Regions from separate parts of the Hordeum vulgare genome. Here region 2 is linked to region 1. The links are chromatin contacts, called in public Hi-C maps. All regions are on one chromosome and are shown on one strand. The core of a region is the stretch at or near the end of the contact, and the rest is flanking DNA. Distances in the headings are between cores, read along the strand shown.

Region 1 (3,217 bases), core at 521-3,020:
TGAAACAAAAAGGCAAACTCACACCCACCATCACCGACACGTAGCAAGAAACAAACAACCATTGCCGACCAAGACTACTCAAAACAGATCCACAACCTCCACCCATCCTAATGCGACATGTTCAAGAAGATCACGACGCTGTGGCGGTGCCGTCACGTAGCCACACACAGCCATGATTTTTCTCCCGAGGCTAGGAGGAGGAGGTGGGGGAAGGAGGGGAATTGAGCGCCACCTTAGGAGGGTGGATGGAGCAGGAGCCACCGTGTGCGTCAAGGTTGGCCAGGTGTTTCCCCATCCTAGGCCTTCCCCACCACGCCCAGAAGCCAACTTTATAGCGATCGAAAGGTAGCCGGGTCCACAGCCGTCGAGTAGGGATGGAGACGAGACGGAGCGCTGTGATCCAGATCTGGAGCAAACGCCGGAGCATACCGTAGCTCGAAGAGCCACCGCCGCCCTTGCGACTGGTTGGGCCAGTTGATAGATGCGAGGGTCCCGATTTTTCAATGAGATGGTGGCTATTGATTTGGTGGAGATGACTTTGACGATCCGACTACAAATGTGCACGACGTTGCGCCTTAGCAATCGCTAAACCAATCTCCAAGAGGTTATTGACCACGTCAGAGCACGATCAACCTGACCACGAAGTTCTATTCCTGCAAGTAATCGAAGAACAAACAAGAATATGATATTGCAATCTGAATATTGCGAATATAGATGAAGTATTGATAAGTGTGGGGATCCGAAAGCGGTCTTCGTCTGGTCGTTGGACATAAACGAAGTACACGAAGTTGCAATGGTTAACTTTTAACTAAACAAATCCCATGCAAAAAGCTCCTAGGTTGACCTACTTATATAGGAGCAAGGGGTGGCAACCAAGGAGGTGGGAGGACGTCCCAAGGCAGCCTAAAACTAACCCTAGGTCGTACAAGGCCTATGGGCCCAAGTGGAGGTGGTGCAACATCTTTGGACTTGTTGTTTAACTCGGATTCTGGTGCAACGTCATATTGTTTGGTCGATATCTCCATGCTCTGGACGAATTTGAAGGTGATTCCATTTGGGTCTGAAAGCACAAAAAATCTACTTTGCAACCCAAAAAGAATCACCCAATTCGGAGTGCGGATGTAAAAGTTTTTGGCATTTTGGTACAGACATGTATGTGCAGTCCGGATCTGAGTCCAAAACGTGCAAGACTTGGACTCTATCTTCTCTTGGGCTAAAAGTGACGTGAGAGAACTTTTTGAACAACAACTAATTATTTCCTTTGACATGAGAGGATCTATTGAATAGCACCCAACCATTTTCTCTTCCCTTGTCATCACACGTGATTCATACAAGTGTTCGATCATTCTGCATTTAGGCATAAAATAAAAACAGGTGAAGTATTTTTGTTCCGGATAACATAAGTAAATTATTGCATGACTTTTATCAGAAATCACCTTAAATAAATACGCATATGCAATGATTGTAATAATATCCAATGTAGTCATGTCCTCGTGACCAGCCAACATCGGCCGCGCCACCCGTTACAAGAGGTCGACGCGGCATTCACACCCAGGGCTGCCGTCTCCGTTTTCGAAACTTCACGAAATGACGCAGGGCAATAGAAACCTCGCTGCCACCTTCTTGGATGATAGCGGGGAACGAAGAGGAAGGAGGGAGGAAGACGGCTACAAGGGTTAGGGTTTGTCACCAGCCAGGGGCTCCAAGCCTTAACTATTGTTTTGTGCTAGCTGATGACGTACAACTTCTACGGTCCATAAAATGATTTCACACGGTGCAAATATGCATAATTTGCCAGAGTTTACTGTAGCCGTCCCGGCCTGAGCAGCCGACGAAGCCTGGAAACAAGACCCTGAGATCTGAATCCAGATCTGAAATATGGACTAGATCAGCAGCCTACTCGGAGCTTACTTCTACCCCTCTTTCCCTCTGCTCGCCATCAACCGAACCACAGCTTCCGCCGCTTCCCCGGGGATTAAATGGCGATAGCCTCATCATTCGCAGCCGTCTTCATCAGCAGCGCCATCGCCTCCTGCTTCGCTGAGGTACACCACAGCATTTCTGTATCTCTTGCTCTATCCTGGCTGTGCCGCTGCCAAGCACATCGCATGTATTGGGGATCGGGAAGCTTTTTGGATAACACTTCCAGCCTCCATACAACACTACTGGTATACTTGTCTGTTTCTTGTGCCATAAAAAACAAGCAACAAGACCTGAGTAGGAGAGACTAGAGAACCATTCCATTTTATCAGCTGAGCTGCTGCACTAAACTAGAGCTATGGCGGCCTAGGGTTTCTTCGTTGCCTTACCTCTCCTTACCTGGATATGATACGATGATTACTCAGAGTCTCAAACTCGTTATATATTGATCATAACACTTGAGATTGTTGGTGTGATTGATTCGATCAGGTGTGCACCATTCCTCTGGACACAGCCAAGGTGCGTCTTCAGCTGCAAAAGAAAACAGCTGCTGGGCCTGCAGCTACAGGAGGAATGCTGGGCACAATGATGTTGATTGCAAGGGAGGAAGGCGTCACCGCACTTTGGAAGGGCATTGTCCCTGGCTTTCACCGCCAGTGCCTCTATGGCGGCCTCCGTGTCGGCTTGTATGAGCCTGTCTGTGCTGCTCCTTCCATTTCACCTTGCAGTTGCAGTGCATTTCCCTTCTTCAGTTCAGAGTGACCAACCGCCTGACAGGATTACTCTTTCTGCGCATTGCAGGTCAAAGCCTTATTTGTTTTTGTAGGTGATGCCACTTTATTGAACAAGATTCTTGCTGCTCTTACAACTGGTAAGCATTCCCAGCCTCTATTCACTGGAAAAACTCTACTTTTCTCATAACATTGCCACACTACCCTGGTCCATTGTAAAGGGTCGTGCTAGGTTAATGTGGATAACGAAACACACACTGAACGAATTAACTATGTGTGCATAGGTGTCATAGCGATTGCTGTCGCAAATCCAATGGATCTTGTCAAAGTGAGATTGCAAGCAGATGGAAAATCTACTGCCGTCAAGAAGCACTATTCTGGAGCCCTTAATGCGTATGCCACCATAGTCAGACAGGTTGCTGCTATGATTCATCATGACAACGAGCAGTAAAAAGTTACAAGATTATTCCTCTCGACCATGGTCTGTAAGCTTGTTATTTTTCTAGGAAGGTATTGGAGCTTTGTGGACTGGCCTTGGTCCTAATATGGCACGAAATGCTTTGATT
Region 2 (3,217 bases), core at 193-2,692, 300 kb before region 1:
AACTTGTTTGGAACTGAAAGGCTTGGTTGTTGTTGTTGTTGTTGTTGTGTAGAATTACTCTCTATGACTTTGATATGCATAAGCAACTATAGGGAAGATATGAGATTTTCTCACTGATGTAGTATGATAACATGACACTGGGTACGTTAGTGTTAGAAAATTCCTTGGGGAAACAGATTAAATTAGCTCAAAAATAATGAATGACAGAGAATATAAAGAATATAAACCCACTATTATGATTACAACTGAACCCGTCAATCATGAGTACAACTATTGTTGACAGAGTTTCTAACACCTCCAACATTTTCTACTTGTGCGCTTTGCAAATGCATGGAACTCAGTAGCAGCAACAAAATACAACATACATATAGTCGCAGGCATTGAAATATTAGCGTTATAATTCTCCGGGACCCAGTTTTAATTTCACCATGGGAAGAAAGAAATAGTAGTTTAATCCAATTGATAGCAACCAGTAGCAGGTAGCCCCATTGCACAAAGCAACAGCAATTTGGAATTATAAATAATTGGCCCAAACTAGCAAAGCACTGGAAGTCTGGAACCAGTGGCATCCAGCAACTAGAAAAATCCACAAGTTATCAGTTCGAGTGAACTATCTCAAACAACAAAACGTATCCCTGTTGAAGCACTCATGAACAACTAGCAGAGGCTTGATCAAGTGCAGCAACGTAAATCGCATACCGTTATGCCAGAGAGAGGGGGGTGCAGCAACTCCCTCACATTAGAGTGAGGCAACTTGATAGACAACAAGTACTCCCTCGGTTCCTAAGTATAAGTCTTTTAAGAGATTTCACTACGAACTACTCCCTCCGTACCTAAATATAAGTCTTTTAAGATATTTCACTAGATGTCTACATACGGAGCAAAATGAATGAATCTATACTCTAAAGTATGTCTATATACATCCGTATGTAGTCCATTAGTTGAACCTCTAGAAAGACTTATACTCCTATTTAGGAACGGAGGGAGTAGACATATATTAGAGTGTAGATTCATTTATTTTGTTCCGTGTGTAGTCTTTAGTGAAATTTCTTAAAAGACTTATACTCCGTATTTAGGAACGGAGAGAGTAGAACGCAACGATAATTTACGAAATAATTAGAGTGCAGCATGTATCAAATACCGTTATGTCAGAGTAGTCGAACTTGGACTCTGACGCCCTCCTCGATTTGGCCAGGCCCGAGCTCGCCTGCACCAAGAGCCCAACCGGAAAATGCATTAGAATCAAGCCAAGCCAAGCCGAGACTGAAGCTTAGCGAGTAACACGAGGAATACTTCGACGAAGCCGCCGCATCCGTCGATCTCGTCGGAGGCAGCGGAGAAAGCGGCGAGGGAAAGGAGGAGGAGGACGGGGAGGACGGGGTCCATAGATCGGATCTAGTAAGAGCAGAGCATGACAGGGAGATGACGAGTTTGAGATGTGCGGGGGGCGTGGGGTGGGTGTAGTAATAGCATTGGAGTTGCGACTTGATCCTGGAGTAAAATTCATCAACCGTCCCTGAATTTGCTGACAAGGACCAAAACGGTCCCTAAAATCTGAAACTAATCCAATACGGTCCCTGAAGTTGATAATACCAACACAATACAGTCCTGGAACTCTCTTTTTTTAACATAGTACAGACGCAGGCGATCACATACACGTGCATACACTCACCCTATGCATACACTCACCCTATGAACGTACGCTCACATACACGCGTATACACTCACTCCTATGAACGCACACACACCCTACCCCTACAAGCACATCTGATAGACACAGTCGCCATATCATCTTGAGATTTTAGAAGTCAACGTAGGCGTCTCGTCGTCGACGGAAATGTCTCCTCCCACTAAAAGCTTACCGCCGGGAATCCTGAAATAAATTCAGGAATAATGCAAGCACCAGGACTTGAATCTTGATGGGCTCGGGATACCACTGTCCCTCTAACCATCAAACCACAAGTTTGTTTGCACAACCCTCAAACTCGTGCTAGCAGTCTTAGCCTAGGTACGCACGTACGGCTTGCATACGCCTCAGGATTATTCTCTATCCAATTTTTTAATAATAATAATAACTGGGCTGCTACGCATCCACCGGCGTATGTTTAGTAAACATCCGTCACCTGGACGACCGTCCGATCTACGCGCATAGCCGTCCGATCCTCGCACGCGGGGCTCCGGTCGGGCACCCAATAATTCCTGAAACGACGGTCGAGTTGCAGAAAGAATCGCTTTTGTTGCAAAAAATAAACTTTGGACCCATTAATTTGTGAAACAATGCTCGAGTTTCAGTTTCAGAAACAATCGCTTTATTGCAGAAAAAAAATATTCGTCTTTCTGCAACATAGGTATTGTCGCAGGAGAAATTTTTGCAACAAAGGCATGTTTCAGAAACTCAGTTGCGAATTCTATTGGAGACGAACCCCTTCCATTTCTCCACGGGCAGGCCGGCGACGGAGGGCGACGGGGCCGCGAGCGGGCTGGGATGTAGTGGCGCTCCAGCGGCACAGGGCGGCGGGCGGCTAGCCCCCTAGCCGTGGGAGGCGAGGCGATCTGACTAGCACGCGGTGAAGGGCCGTGGCGGGCGATGTGGCCCATTCGGCTAGAGGGCGCGATGCGGGAGGAGCTCCTCCTTCTACTAGCTCGTGTAGGAGGCCATGGCGGCTGCGGGAACTCGCCGGCGGGGCCGGGAGGAGGCCAGGGAAGGAGGTCGGACGACGGCGCGGACAAGACCGTGCGACGGCTACCGGATCCCGTCGGATCTGGGCGGCGGCGGGGCCTCAGGGCGGCGACGAGGTGGAGCAGATCGGGGTGGCCATGGCAACAGCTACACCTCCGACAAGGGCTACACGGCACCAGGCAGACAGTGGGCGAGGTCGTCAGGACCGAGACGGAGGCGCGACGTGGACAAGTGAGGAGCCCCAGCTTCAGGACTGTTTTCCTGAAACAATTATCCAGTTTCAGGAAATGGTTCGCGACTAGGTCGTTGCTCCGTTGGGCGCGGACAAGGTCTCGTCCGTCAAATCGAGGCAAGATCAAGATGAGCGGGCGGCGGATAGATCGCGCGGATCAGTCGGTGGGAGGTAAGAGTTTTCCTAATAATAAAGCGGGGATAACTTTTGGTCGTCCATCGACGCGACACTTTTGCAAAAACATCCTTCAATTTTATGGTAATTGAACCCGAAGTCTTTAACTTAAGTGGAAAACATCGTTTCGC

What was found. Hi-C and Micro-C count contacts between places; a contact is called where the count stands out from the background.
Region 2: a Hi-C map of seedling shows a contact between it and region 1, with 3 times the contacts expected there. The contact joins the promoter of LOC123443612 here to the promoter of LOC123443610 in region 1. A contact is called at or near these places in 3 of 6 Hi-C or Micro-C datasets (leaf and seedling) and 1 of 1 datasets of contacts at active chromatin or transcription factors (embryo).

What each region holds. Positions count from the first base shown.
Region 1 is chr3H:248,835,071-248,838,287 of MorexV3_pseudomolecules_assembly, reverse strand. It overlaps LOC123443610 (mitochondrial uncoupling protein 1-like), which reads left to right and starts at 1,770. Exons shown (of 8, transcript XM_045120074.1): 1 at 1,770-2,045; 2 at 2,410-2,616; 3 at 2,722-2,791; 4 at 2,936-3,066; 5 at 3,158-3,217. The coding sequence starts at 1,980.
Region 2 is chr3H:249,139,470-249,142,686 of MorexV3_pseudomolecules_assembly, reverse strand. It overlaps LOC123443612 (nodal modulator 1), which reads right to left and starts at 1,442. Exons shown (of 27, transcript XM_045120076.1): 1 at 1,294-1,442; 2 at 1,142-1,207. The coding sequence starts at 1,386.